Regions from separate parts of the Mus musculus genome. Here region 2 is linked to region 1. Evidence: chromatin contacts called from public HiChIP or PLAC-seq data. All regions are on one chromosome and are shown on one strand. The core of a region is the stretch at or near the end of the contact, and the rest is flanking DNA. Distances in the headings are between cores, read along the strand shown. Region 1 holds the start of Mdm1 (transformed mouse 3T3 cell double minute 1). Region 2 has its middle 54 kb from the start of Mdm1.

Region 1 (7,896 bases), core at 1,423-3,922:
TGGGTCCACACCTCTTTACTTGCAAATGTTCAGTGCTGTAAATCACTGGTCTGACTTGAGGCCTCTGGTTTCTGCTATACCATCAATACTGGGCCCTCGCTGGGACTCCTCTCAGATATCCGGTTGTTGCCCCAGTCATGGAGATCCTGTAGCTTTGGTTCTGCAGGACCTGCCTTTTCAAGCTCAAGCACTCTAGCAGCACAGAGGGTGGGTGTTAGGGTGAGCCAGCTTGATGCTCCGGATCTGGGCCTGGATGTTAACTGAGTTGGTCAGCCCACACCACTGGGCTAGCCAGCTCTCCTGTGCTCACACCATCAGGTCAACATCAAACAACATTAAGTGTATATTTTTTCCCATATCATAAGATAAATTTTTAGAAGAGGAATTGATGTGTCAAAAGGATGGTCAAATTGCTCTTGTTTGGGGTTGTAGGAATTCTACTTGGAGGGGAAACAGAGGAGCGTAGATAGAGAAGCAGGAAGCAGGTACGGTACATTTCCTGTCCCACTGTGGGAAGCACAGCATGCAATCTATCCTAAGAGAAGTCACTTTCTGGATTAGTTTCCAATGGGCTTCACTCTGAGACCTTTGGAGATAAGAAAACCAAAGCAAAGCAAAGCAAAGCAAACCAAACAGCTCTCTAAGATGCTTTACCATTTCCTTAGTAGAGAGAATGAGAGGAGAGAGGGTCCTCTGTGACATAGCTGCAGGCTAAAGTGTCTTTCTCTAGTGGAGACTTAGTAGCCAGCTACCATGGTTGTAGCCGGCAGTAATAACACATCTATAGATATATGGCTGTTGGAGAGAGTCTCTGTGATGCTGCTGGGCATACTGTGCATGGCTGTACATGCCAGTGAGGCAGTTCACATTGAATCTTGAAAAATGTGTGTGGGATTTTGGAATCCACTCCATCCTTGTGGTTTTTTTTTTGGCAAGAGTTGTTGGTAACACAGAGACTACATAATTTATTCAGTGTTCAAACCTTTTTTTTTTATTCCATATCTTTGATTCATTTCCCCAGGGTGGGGGGTGGGGGGAGTTGATTTTTGCTTAACCGTGACAAAGTAAACATTTCTCCCTTGAGTCCCTGCAATACATCTCTAGCAAAGCTGGGTGTCACCAAGTCATCTTTACCAACGGCCACATGCGTTTCTTGTCATTGATTCCCTGCCCAGCAGAGCTTTATCCCAATCGCCTTTGTTCCTTTTTAAGCAGACAGGCTATGTTCTTCTACCTACTTCCCCTGAGACTGTGTGGTGACAAAGCTTTGTGTACAATCAGAACCGGCTCTGTCCTATCCTGTAAGGTCCTGGCTGGCTTCCTGCAGGGGGTTTCATTTCATGTTCCACTGTGTCTTGCCTGTGTCATTTTTAATTCACAGGACTGGGGTTCTGTCCTCACCGATTAACATTAACGAAAGGTCTCCTGGATGCATGGCAGCACAGGGTCTTATTTAATATTCTCTCTGTTTTAGATATCAGGTGGCTTCTTCAAATGAATTTTTAAATTATCTCCATGATAATGAAGAAGATCGGAGACATCAATTAGGAGCCAAGAAGAGGAGTCTGCAGGAAGCACTTGAAGGGACTGGGAAGGGTTGATGGGAACATCCCAACACAGGACAAAGGTAAATTCATTATTCCTAGAAGAACCCCGGCAACCTTCTCTCCAGACATATGTCTGCCTTGATCATCTTATCTTCCTCTTCTTGCAGTTGTAATTTTCAAGGCCAAGTCTGAAAATTACCCCTGAGCCTCTTCTAATCATCTCTACCCTCAGGGACCACTCTGCTTCAAACTTCCCATTCATGCCTCTCACTTGGAAAGCGAGCCCAGGACATAGTATATTATGATCGACTAAATAATGTATTTAGCATGTCTGGGTAATTTTTTTTCTGGACTTTCAGAATTAGCAGTGTTTCACGATGGGCAATAACCTATAAAAGTCAAATGGAATTTTATTTTTATTTATTCTTTCAAGACCGAGTTTTTCTGTGTAGCCCGATACTGGAACTCACTCTGTAGACCAGGCAGAGATCTCCCTGGCTCTGCCTGCCCAATGTTGGGACTGGTGGTGCATGCCTTTAATCCCAGCACTATGGAGACAGAGCCAGGTAGATATCTTTGAGTTCCAGGCCAGCCTGGTGTACAGAGGGAATTTTATTTTTAAAAAGGATGAGTTGGCTTTGCGGTCTTAATAAACTTTACTTGAATCATCCTAGGTCGTATGTATTTTTGGACCTATCCTTTTTGACCCAAGGCTCGTGTAACGCTTCTCTCCTTAGCAACTTCTTTTCAGCCGGGTACTCTAGGGGCAATTTCCTTTATGGACAAAGAGACTGTGGGTTCTGTCGTGCATTCTGGAATGCCAGGCACACTTTCACGTTCTGTGATGTCAGGGAGCTGGAACCAGTGAGGTAGGCTCTTGCCGAGCCCGGCCACACTACACAGACAGGCTGCGGTGCGCGCACTGCGGGGACTCTGCCTGCAGCCTCCTGAACAAAGCTCCCGCGGGCTCCGCCCACCGCAGCTCCGGTATCCTCATTGGCCAGCTCTTCGCCCGCCATTAGGGAGCGGGGCCGTGCCCTTACGAGTGCTGGTTGGTCTAATCGTAATGACGGTGAGGGCTGCCATTGGTCTTTAGGCCTCAAAATGGGCGGAGCAAGGCCGAGAGGCGGGGCGGGAGGGCGGCGCGGAGTGCGCCGGCGCGTCGTCGGGGACGCCGGGTCCAGGATCTTGCTAGGGAACCAGTGTTGTCGCGTCGTCCCGCCCCCTCGGGGCTTTTGCTCCCGTTAACTGTCGGCGGGGCAGGCTCCGCAGCGCAGGGCGACATGCCGGTGCGCTTCAAGGTGAGGCCGGGGGCTGGGCGGCGGGTGGCGGGGACGCCGCGGGGTGGGTGCGTGACGCGCCTGTGCCGTACCGAGCCTCCTGGCCGGAGCCTGTGCGGGGCGGAGGATGCTCCGGCCGGTGGCCCAGCGCGGAGGGGCGGGTGGGGAGAGTTCGATGGGGGCCTGACGGCGTCAGTCTGGGGTCGCCAGGAGCGGAGGCGGAAGGAGGGCCCTTGACAGTGGGACGAAAGGCTGCTGTCGGTGTAGGACACCTGTGGTTCCTCTTGCCGATAGCATTCAGCTCCTTTCCTGCAAAACTTTAAAGCGCGCGGGTCTTTTAAACGCTTGGGAAGCGGGCCCCAGTAAAAGGAGAGCGTGGGTAGGTGTGCAGCCTGCTAGTTGCACGTTTGCTTTAGGTTTTGCTCACAGTTCCAGATAGCTGTCTGTGTCTAACGCCTTTCCACGCAACAGGTGGCCACAGTGTTTCTGTAATCCCGGACTCTTTAATTCTAAAGTGCTTGCCAGACAGAGTGGGAGGGGAACACGTCTTTCTCTAATTGCCTTTTATTAAAAGCCATAACATTATGCACTCGATGAATTTAGGATAAACCTCTAGTGAGGACTTAGGTTTGTTACCACACTTTGGAATCAGAGAACCAGTTATAGCGCAGCCTCATTGAGGGACTCCGGCTTGTCTGGCTCGGGTGGTTGTGAGGATTAAGGGGCTACTTAGCCCAGGGCTGGGTAAATATTAGCTATTATTAAGGAGCTTGACTGGGGTTTAATTCTCATTCTTGGGCCTTTCAAGAACACTCTTCAGAGGTTGAGGTTTTTTTGTTTTTGTTTTTCTTTCTGATGCTAAAACACCTCTTCACTACACTGTGCTCAAATTGCACTTTTCATTATAGGGGCTGAGTGAATACCAGAGAAACTTCCTGTGGAAAAAGTCCTATTTGTCAGAGTCTTATAATCCCTCAGTGGGACAAAAGTACTCATGGGCAGGACTTAGATCGGATCAGTTGGGTAAGTTGAGCAAACCAATAGCTATCATAACTTGAATAAACCTTGGGTTCTGTTTACAAAACAATTAAAATCTACCTGTGTTGGCCTCATGTATAATTGGCAAATATTTATTGATGCTATACTGCGATCCCAGAGTCCCTTATGTACAAACAAACAAAAACAAACAAACAAACAAAAAACACAAAGAAACTCATCAAATCGAGTTGTATATAAAATAGCATGATATCAAAAAAAGTTGAATAGTAAAACTGAAGGGGAAACGCCTGAGATTGGTTGTTCTGAAAGAGGCTTTTCTGGAAATGTTTGAGCGGAGAGGAGCAAGCCTGAGGGTGAGGACTTTCAAAGACTTGAAGAATGGAAGGGTAGGTAACAGAGGCATGGCTGGAACTTGCTGGTTTTGGTCAGTGCCATGAGTTCAGAAATCATGTTCTTCCTCTTACATAGGCTTCGTCTCCTGACCTCAGAGAATTTGAGCCCTCGGGCCAAGGTTTCCTACTGCACATTGAAAGAGTGGACTGACTGTTCTATCTACTGTTTCTCTCTCACCAGCTAGGATATTGGAGAGTAGGCCTCTGTCTCCTTGTTTGTCAGTGGAGGCGCAAGGCTTTGAGACACCCTACTTTAACTTATTTTTATTTTTTATTAATGCAAGTATACCTGTGTATATCATGTATGCATGCAGAGGCCAGAGAACCATCCTGGGTGTTGCTCCTCAGGAAGGCCGCCCACTTCATTTTAATACAAGGTCTCTCACTGCCCTGGAGCTCACCAGTTAGACTAGGCCTCCTGGCCAGAGAACCCCCGGGGTCCACCTGTCTCTGCCTCTCCAGTGCTCGATTATAAGAGCATGCGGCCACACTTAGCCTTTTTGCATGGGTCCTATGGGGTTAAATTCAGGGTTTTGTGCTTACAAGGCAACTGATCATATTATCAGCCCTCAAACCAGATTTTAAATTAATGAATACATCTGAATTTAGATATACAATAATTATAATTTTGAGCAAATCAAACTTGCAAAGTGGGCTGTAGGAAGCTCCACTATCCAGGGTTGAAGGAGGCCTTGCTTGGTAAGGATTTTGTGTACATAGGTCAGTACTTAGTGTTCTATGGATGATGTGTGAGAATGATGTATAAACCCCTCAAATGTTAGGTGTTTGAAGCCAGGGAAAGACAAGACTTACCATGAGGGCATGTGTCTGGGAAGGGAGTAAAGTAAAGAGTGTGTTTATATCAGGTTTGGAGAACAGAGTGTGGGTAGCTCTTTAGGGCTCCTCTGCTGCGTAAATAGTGCTGGACTTCAGAGACAAGATGTTTCCTGATTCTCCGGCAGTATCCTGGAAAATCTCTCTGCTTGTAAGTTCTGTACTTTGGAGAGTTCGTTAGATCGAGAATACAAAATAAACTGTCTTCAGGCATAACCACTTCACTGAAAGCTTTGGGGCAGGGAGTGATAACTGCACACCAGACAACTGGTCAACCTGATTAACTGCCCTTCAGCATTTTAGCTGAGACCAGCTGCATTCAGGTGGCCAGTGTGAGAAGAGCCTGGGCACGTGAAGCCACTCTGGAGCAGGGCACATTGTGAAGGAGGTCATGGTGTAAGGGAGGACGGCTACTGGGAGTTCTCAGTAAGCACAAGTGATAGTGTCAGAGTCTCAGGCTGATCAGCCCGGGAGGGAGGAGGTTAACGAGGACAGCTGGCTTACCTAGAGCTGGCCGGCCATTCTGGCAATGCAGTGCATCCCTCACTGCCTGGAGCACTTGCTGGAGCTGGGAGGACAGAGGGCCCACTGGCTGGAGAGTCTTCCTCTCTTCATGCTTCCTGTAAGAACTTAAGAGGGGCTGGGACAATGGCTCGGTGGTTGAGAGCAGCAGTACTCCTGCAGAGGACCCAGGGTTAGTTTCTGCCCTCACGTAGCAGCTCACAACTCTCTGTAACTATGCCCAGGGCTCTAACTCCCTCTCCCGGACCCTGCAGGCACCAGGCACGTATGTAGTATATACACACACAGGCAGGCAAAACCCTCATGCACATAAGCTAAGGATTAACAGAATGGAGAGGAGAGCCGGGAGTGCTCCCCACAACGTTAGGAAAATCTTGTTAACCGTCCTCCCACTTTAAAGTTGATCTTTTCTTTTTTCTAAGCTTTTACAAGTAGTTTCAAAGGATATAGATTTTGGTAGAGTGTATATGTGTCATATATAGAGAGTGTATATGTGTCATATATATAATCTGTTCAAACTTTTGGGCTGCCACCTCGGCTCATTCAGTTATAGAAAATGTTCATAGAATAATTTGCAAAGCCACTCTAATCAGCAAACAGGCTTGCCAAATTAGCTCGGCTTTCTGTGAGACAAGTCTAACTTTATGCCTTGATTCAGTGTTCAGGTGCATCGTGTACTTTCCATGCCGGCTCTCCACCCTGAACTTTGTGGGCGGAGGGGCAAACGGGAACTGGCCACCACTCCTCTATTACTTCTAGTCTGTGTCTTTGCTTTCCCGTGACAGTGTCCCTTAGGACACTTGTGCTTTCTTGTCCTGTTGTCTCCCTAGCCCTGAGTTCTTGTACTATGTCACAGGTAGTCTGAGGCTGCTTGAGATGCGTGCCTGTCTGTTGTGCAGTGGAAGCAGGATCATGTAGGCCGTAGCAGATAGAAACACAGATGACAGGTCCAGCAAGAGCGCACATGGAATTCAGAATTGCCCCTTTCTGCCCACCCTGCCCCCAGGATGTCTCTGTGTGCCCGTCCATTGAAGGTTACTAGTCTGGGAAGCCCGTGAGCTTGGGACTCTTGCTTCAGTGGCAGAAAGAGCTCGGAGAGAGGTTTGAGAGTGATAGCTTTACCTCATGTCAGCTTTTCTGTCGCCTCCTCTTCCCTTCGGTGGCCTTGCTCTTACTGTGGCAGGAGCAGCTCTCCTCCTGTTTAAAGAATGGCCAGAACTAGGGCATTCGTGTTGCATGCTCTTGTTCGCTCTTGTTTGGGGTCATTCTTTTTAATCCTCAGGAAACCAAGGCAGAGGAGAACCGAGGTCTAGCATGGGGACACCTCATCCCCTTTCATCGTGGTCTGCTCTGCTTAAGAGAAGCTTTGGGAAAAGTCCCAGTGTGGACTGACCAGGGCTTATTGTTATGCTAAGTAGCGCAGGTAACCAGAAACGGAGGGAGCGCGCACTTGCTGGCGCCAGGTCTCTTGCCTTGTGACCCCTGTGACTTGTGTGAGAACAACTTGGACACTGGCCTCAGCATTCAACTTTAATGCTTCTTTAAAGCAAAAATAATTTGATATTGAAAGCTATATCTTGTTAGGTTTTTACAAGTACTACAATTTGGAGGAGGGTGTGTGTGTGTGTGTGTGTGTGTGTGTGTGTCTGTCTGTCTGTCTGTCTGCATGCATGCATGCATGTGTGCACCACAGGCATGTGTAAAAGCCACAGAACAACTTGTGGGAGTTGATTTTCCTTTCTCCCATGGGGGTCCTGAGGCCTGAACTCAGGTTGTCAGGCTTGGTGGCAAGTGCCATCTTGCTCTCTCAACTGACTGTTAAACTCCATCTCTCTCAGGCCTTTTAAAAAGCTCTTCTTGACCATGCGCGTTGGTAGCAGCTACTTTCATGTTCTATGTTTTGTAGGGATCACGAAAGAACCAGGTTTTATTTCAAAAAGAAGAGTTCCCTACCATGACCCTCAGATTTCAAAATACCTGGAGTGGAACGGAACCGTCAGAAAGAAGGATACGCTTGTCCCACCAGAACCCCAGGCCTTTGGAACGCCAAAGCCACAAGAGGCTGAGCAAGGAGAAGATGCCAATCAAGAAGCAGTTCTCTCACTAGAGGCCTCCAGGGTTCCCAAGAGAACTCGGTCTCATTCTGCGGACTCGAGAGCTGAAGGGGTTTCAGACACTGTGGAAAAGCACCAGGGTGTCACGAGAAGCCATGCGCCAGTTAGCGCGGATGTGGAGCTGAGACCTTCCAGCAAACAACCTCTCTCCCAGAGCATAGATCCCAGGGTAGGAAGAGCCACCGTGTTTCTTTTAAAGGAATATTTA
Region 2 (7,896 bases), core at 2,569-5,068, 54 kb before region 1:
ACATGATACAGCAAAGAGAATCATTCTGACATTACATTTTACCTCTGGCAAAGCCGGTGACAGAAAGATGGGAGTGCTGAGGGATGACCAGCTAACTTACCAGATTAACATCAGCTTCCTTGTTCTCTCAGACATGTTCTCCTCGTATGGACAACCCTTGGTGTTAGCCTGGGTAGAGGGAAAACAACCTGGTGTTTGATGGCAGCTCTCTGTCTTGTCACCCATCCTTCCATTCGGAGCCCAGTGGGAGTCTCTTGTTGAAAGTGAATGTGGAGTGTTTTCTATCTCAAAGATACTTCCATGTACAAGAAGTACTTTAAGTTTGCAAGCCGTGTTAGCGGTTCGGATAAAGCACCCTACGAGCCGACCGCTGCCTCTTCTCGTCTGGAAGCCGTTTTTCAGAGCCACAGATAAATCTGTGATCGTTTCTGTGCTGTGGAATATTGCTAGGTGACTTGGGAATAACTGAAGTGTCTTCAGGTGGGTCCCTGAATTAGTATTTTTTAATTTAAAAAGTTCAAATGTATTATTTTTGTTATGGTCTGTTGAAGATCAGAAGTCCCCACGGACTGATTACGCTTTTGAATTATAAATGAGAAGTGAGGGGTCGTGTTCTCCATAAGCCTTTTCTCTGCTTCTTCATTAAAATTCTCAGATGAAAGAAAACATTGAAAGCAGAATATTGGCTTATAAATAATGATAATAATAATAATAATAATAAAGATGGTAACTTCCACATATACACTTTATGACGTTGTTAATAGAGTCTATTTTGCATTAGATCAAATAATCCATTGTTTAGAATAAAGACCTGTGTAACTTTCTTTCTCATTTTTTCTTTTTTTGTTTTTGTTTTTTTGTTTTTTTCAAGACAGGGTTTCTCTGTGTAGCCTTGGCTGTCCTGGAACTCACTCTGTAGACCAGGCTAGCCTCGAACTCAGAACTCCGTCTGCCTCTGCCTCCTAAGTGCTGGAATGAAAGGCATGAAGCCATCACTGCCCGGCCCTGTGTAACTTTCTGTCCCAGACTAAACCAACACTGGGAATAATTGCAAGGGCCTTGATGTTTGCTTGGTTGTTTATGATGAGCTGTGTCGCTGGGAATCATTCATTTAATCCCCTCCCCCCCAGTTACAACTCTTTCATCTTAAAGGGACAGGCTTACCAGTTCCCATCTTTCTCCTGGGTGAGGTTTAGAGGGTAACCCCCTCCATGTCACCCCCGTCTTACTGAACCCAGGGTGACCTGCTTTAACTATTTCCTCTGAAGTCAGTGGTCTGGCTTCAGGCCCTCCCTGTCTTGTGGGCATAAGTATGTGGCAAGCCAATTCTGCTTTCTGTTTAAACTATGCGAAGGGGTCATCCCGTTCCAAATGCAGCTCTTGCAAAGACACGGGCCGAAGACAGTCTCCTCCTCAACGTGTGCCCATTCTCATCTGCGGACCATATTGGGTCATCTCTTTGACCTGGGCTGAGCAAGAGAAGCTACGTTTTGAGGTTCCACTTAACCCCGGAGTGTGTGGGTCTGATGGACCAGGGTGTGGAGCATGTGGGACTTTGGGGAGGTGGAAGTACGTGCCCTAGCTGTTTGCTGACCTTCGCGATACCAAATGGGGAAGCTGAGCACTCCGGGTTCCCGTCTCTCCTGAAGCAGAGAGTAACTTTGCAACAGCTTTTTGCCCAATGGGCAAATGCCAGGTTCTGCTGTGGAGGGCTTAGGGGGCCTTTTTATTTCCTGATAGAAGAGGCAGGAAGCAGTTGGCACTGCCCCCTCAGCCCTTTTAGTCTCAGACATAGCTAGGACATCTGCAGCTACTGTGCTCATTCTGCAACTTTGAGACAATAAAGTCTAAAATTGGTAGTGCAAACCACGTGATAGCTTATGCCTGAAACCCCAGTACTGAAAAGACTGAGGCAGGAGGATCTCAAGTTCCAGGTCCAGCTGGGCTACATAAGGAGACATTTTTCTTAAAATAAAACAAAGCAACCCCACCTCCCCAAACCAAACAACAGATAATTATAGAAGACTGCCCTCCCTGTATCATGGAGTCCTACACGCCACAGGACCACTTCCCCCTTTGTGTCTTGCATGGGAAGCAAATCTACCCTGTAGCTTCGTTGTACTGCCACAAATTATTTGGTCCTCACCCATGAAAAATTACAGCTCAAGTCTCCTGTCTAGAATCCAGACCAGCTCCCATGACTTTCTTCTAGCAAACAGAACCCAGGAGAAGAGACAATGAATGAATCCCAGCCCTGCACCTCACAGGGAGATACAGTTTCTACCTCATTATTTACTTTGACCTGTGTCCTGGGATCCTATAGCTGATGTGCTAAAATTATACTACACGGAAGCTGAGAGTTAGAGAAGCCGTGACAGAGAAACCCCAGCTACCAGAGAGAAAGCACTGACAGAAAATCCCAGTATCCAGCTCTCTGAGGCTTCCCGGTGAGCACTGCCAAGCTGAAGTGTGCCAGCCTGCACAAGATGCCAACCCCCAGTCTTCAAGGTACCTTCAGGGATGCGAAGAGGAACAGAAAAGCTGTCAGCTAAGTCAGTGATTCTCAACCTGTGAGTCATGACCCCCTTTGGGGGCTTGACCGCTAGGTATTTCTGTGATTCATAAAGGTAGCAAAATTAGTTATGAAGTAGCAATGAAAATAATTTTATGGTGGGGGGTCACCACAACATGAGGAACTGCACTGAAGGGTTACAGCGTTGGGAAGGGTGAGAACCACTGGTCTAGGCCCTTTCGAAATAACAGATTCATGAACAAAATAAACATTACTAGCCGTAAGTTTCTGGCGTGGTTTGTAATACAAGAAAAGACTCGAACTTCTTACCTTTTATGCCACAACCCATTGGATGTTTTTGTGGCTTGCAGTCTGAAGCATACCTGGATCATGGATGTTTTTGCAACTTGCAGCATACCTAGCTGAACCATTTAGCAGAGATTAAAAGAGATAGCTTCAACGGTCTGAGTCCTGTGTGCTGATTGTCTATCCTGTCCCCCCATCCCTGGTTGTGTTCATCAACTTTGCCAGAGGGCTGTGTTACAATTGGCCACTGATGGTGATACTGATTTAGTGGCATACATGTTTTGTTTATAATGGCTGAGTCTGGGGTGGGCCTTCCTTTCAGCGATCTGGAGGCAGAGGCAGGCAGGTCCCTGATTTCAAAGCCAACTTGGTCTACACAGGGAGTCTCAGGCTAGCCAGGGCAGAGTGATGAGATCTCTCCCAAAATAAAGTAAAATAAATAAGAATAAAGGATACCATGGACACCATGCTCTTTCTTGCCCCTTTGGTATTTTAATAATAACAGCCAGCAGTGATCACCCAAGTGCCAAAGCCTGTGTGACTGCTTCCTCTGCTTCACCTTGGGGTTTCAATGTTTTCTTCACAGAACCTTCCTAGCATTTGACAGCTTTGTTCTCTCCCTGACATTTGCAGCTTTTTAAATAGATGAATCTTTAATGTCATGTTCCATAGGCCAGATTCTTTGAAGCGAAATACCAGGAGTTAGTTCTCACTTTTTAAAGAACCAATGGTCACTCATTACTGGCGGGATTGATCCGCAGCCTTCACGTGTGATTTTAATAATAAATGTATTGATAAGTCTAGCATTCATACACTAAATACTAAAATGCATTATTTTATTATTATTTGGTGACAGAGATCCCCAAGACAGGTGTGTGGTACAGTTTTGGCAGTTCTCCCATAGCACTGAAGTTTTAAGCATGAAGAACTGTTATACCCAAGAGCCGGTTTCCTGGAGGCTAACTGCATTGTAGGGTGTCTATTCACTCAACGCCCACATCCTTAAATACACACTGGGGTGGAGCAGGGCAAGCATCTGAGGTACCGAGGAGGCATGGGTGTGTGGAGGCGAGGTTGGGGCAGAGAGGGTTCTTGCAAAGAGACCCCCGCACAAATGACATCACATGCAGAAGCAGCTGCTGGGATTGGAAAAATGGCTGGGCGGAGAACTTCAGCCTCTCTTGGATCTGACTGTCTGATTTAGTGCCTTTCAGGGTCACACTTACCTCCCTGGGTGGGCTGGAAAATCTCTTTGAGTTTGCACTAATACTTAATAGAAGCCCTGCATGGTAATTTAAAGAGCCTGGGAATGCCTTTTTTGGTGATAAGCAGGAAGGTGCCGTATGCAAAGCTGAGCTAGTATCTCTCGCTGTGACGCCAAAGCAGGGCAGATGTTCCTTGCTGGGTCTCAAATGAGGTTGCTTCCAGCATGATTTCCTTCAGTGAACAGGAATCAGCAAGAAAGGAAGGAGACAATTGCCTTTCCACAGCAGCCTCTACAGTGGAGGAAAACAAGCACTCATTTCCCAGCCGGTCCTTCTACTGAATTAGGGATGCACGAGGCAGCGCTTTGTATAGAGGCTACCTGATGTTTTAATTTTTGTAACCTGTGAAAAACACACTGTACCCGAATCTCCACCTCACGTTCCTTGGGATTGGTGTCATCCTTTAACTTGGCTCCAAGACCCCTTTAATTCTAGTGCGACTGTGTGTGTGTGTGTGTGTGTGTGTGTGTGTGTGTGTGTGTGTGTGTGTGTGTATGTGTGTGTGTGTGAATATATATGCCAGTCACATAAGATTGTAGTGGTAGTGGAAGTCCAGAAACAACAGCCACCATCCTCGAGACCTTCTTTTAATTAGAATTAGAATGTCACGGGCTCTGGATCTTACTTTGGATTTTGTTTGAATTAGAGCCCCTTAGTCTTACTCTGAACCTTCCTGCTGTGTGTTCTTTCTCTGTCTCTCTCTTACACTCTTGCTCTCTTGCTCTCTGTCTCTCTTGCTCTCTCCCTCTCCCTCCCCCTCCCCTCCCCTTCTCCTCCCCTCCCCCCTCCTTCCTCCCTTTCCCCCTCCCTCCTCCCTCCTCCCTCTCTGGGGATGCCCTTCTCCTGTTATTCTTGAAAATGCCAGCTGCCCCTATTCACTTTTCTCCTCCCTCCCTCCCTCCTTCCCTCCCTCCCTCCCTCCCTCCCTCCCTCTTTCTTTCTTTCTTTCTTTCTTTCTTTCTTTCTTTCTTTCTTTCTTTCTTTCTTTCTTTCCCAAGACAGGGTTTCTCTGTGTAGGTCTGGCTGTCCTGGAGCTCACTTTGTAGACCAGGCTGGCCTCGAACTCAGAAATCCGCCTGCCTCTGCCTCCCGAGTGCTGGGATTAAAGGTGTGCGCCACCACACCTGGCTGAATTGCAGTGTTTTTATTGCACATAAAAATTTTTCTTTCTATAAAAATATATTGCTTTAACTACGGAAAACAAAGACCTTAGTGTTTTTCTACCTTCATTCTTTACCATTAGTGTATATCTGGATTGTTTTGATTTTAAAAAATTGTGTGTGAGTTGCTGATCTGAGTTTTATTTAAAACGTGTTAAATGAAAAAAATTGGCTTTGGGATTAAGACAGATTTTCAATAATTTTGAATCTTCCCCAAATGTGTCTGTGTCACTTTTCACTACATATTTATGTGACACAACAGCAATCTCAATACTGATAAAATACAAACATTGATCAACCCAGAAAAACATTGATGAGGACCTGTGTTCTGCAATATTAAATATTCAAGCAATACATAATTATCTATGTAAAAATAAACAGTCCATTTTGTTTGTATGCACATTTGTTTTCTACTGTAAGCAAAATAAGTGACAAAGTTATGTATACCAAAGAAGTATTCTAAATACATCAAGATGGCTTAGAAGGTAAAGGTACCCTACAGTTATCCATTTATGGGTAGATGGAGAGAGCCAACTCCACAAAGTTGTCCTCTGACCACCAGACACACTCTCTGGCCTGTGGACCCACTCACATATATACTGTACTTCCAGACATGTATAAACACACACATACACACACACACACACACACACACACACACACACACACACACACACACACACACATTGAAACATTTAAAAAAATCCTTATGATTGTTATCAATTAATGTTTGACATATGATATGTGTGCGTGTGGTGTAGAACTTTCTCAAAAAAAGAAAGAGCTCACGAATAGAAAAAGTTGAAGAAACCCTGATGTAGCAGACACTAAACCCCTTTGTGGGGGTGGATGGCTTGTTGCTTTGACGTGGGCCTGACTTTGTAGTGCAAATGCAACCACAGATAATTACTGAGCGCACCAATGAGTGTGTTTGCATAATACTTTATGCACATTGAAATGTGAGTTTCACGTAATTTTTGCACATCACCAAAGAGTGTTGTTTTATTGGAAAATGTCTAGCCCTTTAAAAATTCAAAGCCATTCCTATCTTTTAGGCCAATCGAAAATATGGGATGGATTGGATTTGGCTCCTGGGTTGTGTGGTTTGTGGGCTCTTGGTGGGAACTGGTGCTCTCTAACTTAATGGATGTGTCAAGTAAAGATGATGACACCTTTACTAAGAAGTCATCAGCCAGGTGTGGTGGCACAAATCTGTCATCCTAGCACTTGGGAAGCTGAGGCTAGAGTGTGAGTTCAGGGCTAGCCTGGGCTACAGAGTAAGATCCTGCATGTGACCCCTGAAAAAAGAGTAACCGAATTAAAAAAGATACAGGTTAACTTAGGGTAGATGGGATGGAGAGCTCGCATCCTGAAGGTGATTCCAGCAGTCTGGGCGAGTGTTCCTGTGAGCCTGAGTAGGAAGCGCTGCAGTGATGGAGACATGAAAGGTAGGTTAATGACATAGGGTGATGCTCAGCATGTGGAGAGCCAGGCAGGGGGAGAAGCAAGGTAGCAAGCCAAGTAAACTCTTTCTTTGCAGCAATGTGAATCTGGGCACGTTCCTTAACCCTTTTCAGTTTCTGTCTATTTAGCTGTAAAACAAGGTAAAGATCTCTGCCTCAGACGGGTGGTATTGGAGCTTAACACAGAAACGGGAGCCTTAGCAGGCGCTCAACCTGAGCTTCCACTTTTAAATTAAGAGGCGAGACATGAACCCGTGTATAACAAATTAGGGTGAACTTTAATTTTGAGTGCGTCAGGGGATTTCTGTTTCTTCTTTCTTAGCTCCCATCTGCAAGGGTCGTGGTCATCCATCCATCCATTCATTCAGGAAATATTTGCTGAGCTCTCTGCTTCTGTAGGGTAACCTGCTTTGCTGGATCTGCTAAATTGAGTGAAATGTAAGCATGGAGTGAGCTTGGGGGGGGGGGGTGGTGGAAGCAAAAGCCCCAACTCAGCGGAGAAAGAGCTGGGCCAGGCTGCTGGAGGCTGGGGCCTTCACTCTGCTGTGAGCAGAGGCAGAGGGGTGCCTCTGCTGAGTGGGGAAGGAAGGAGGGAGGGGGAGGGGGAGGGGGAGGGGAGAGGGAGAGGGAGAGGGGAAGAGAGAGAGAGAGAGAGAGAGAGAGAGAGAGAGAGAGAATATCTCTCTGCTTGGCTCATCTGTTGCCTCCTCAAGTGCCTGATGCTCAGGCTACTGAGATAAACCCTGGCGATTGCTATATTTATTTACATTCCAGGCCCCCAGGCACTGAACCACATGGTAAAGGCAGGCATCCACAGTCCTATGGAACTCTATAGGAAGGTAGAACAGTGCTCATGAAGTTTGTATTCTGCGATAGAATGTCCGGAAGAGGTTTGCAGTGGGACTGGCCTAGTGCAGAGAAGGGTGAGAATAGACCCTCCATTGGCCGGGCTAATGACAGGGTGTGTGGGAGATGCTTCGGCTTACGCGCTACTCCACTAGGCTACTTTTAGCTTATTTATCACCTGCCGCCATCATCTGCCAGATGCTCGCCACCCCAATTCTCTCTCTGTGTCCCCACATGTTCCTGGCTGATATCCCCCTCTTCCCCTTTCTGTCCTTCGCTGTCCGCGTTCTCTACCCTCATGGCTCTGCTCCCATCTGTCTGTCGTAACTTTCCTCCCTCCTCCC

What was found. HiChIP or PLAC-seq counts read pairs in DNA pulled down with a chosen protein or histone mark.
Region 2: a contact with region 1 is called in an H3K27ac HiChIP or PLAC-seq map of embryonic stem cells, with 5 read pairs. The contact joins the enhancer-like site here to the promoter of Mdm1 in region 1. A contact is called at or near these places in 3 of 484 Hi-C or Micro-C datasets (CD4 T cells, natural killer cells and trophoblast stem cells), 3 of 115 datasets of contacts at active chromatin or transcription factors (the HPC-7 cell line, effector CD8 T cells and embryonic stem cells) and 2 of 9 other capture datasets (adipose tissue and pancreatic islet).

The regions. Positions count from the first base shown.
Region 1 is chr10:118,139,115-118,147,010 of GRCm38.p6, forward strand. Mdm1 (transformed mouse 3T3 cell double minute 1) reads left to right here and starts at 2,673. Exons shown (of 14, transcript NM_148922.3): 1 at 2,673-2,848; 2 at 3,736-3,850; 3 at 7,481-7,857. The coding sequence starts at 2,831.
Region 2 is chr10:118,083,928-118,091,823 of GRCm38.p6, forward strand. No RefSeq gene overlaps it. Among named protein-coding and RNA genes, the nearest start is that of Mdm1, 54 kb to the right of the region's middle. Within about 2 kb of position 3,819, at least 28 of the 459 cell types and tissues checked have an H3K27ac peak or open chromatin away from gene starts, as enhancers often do.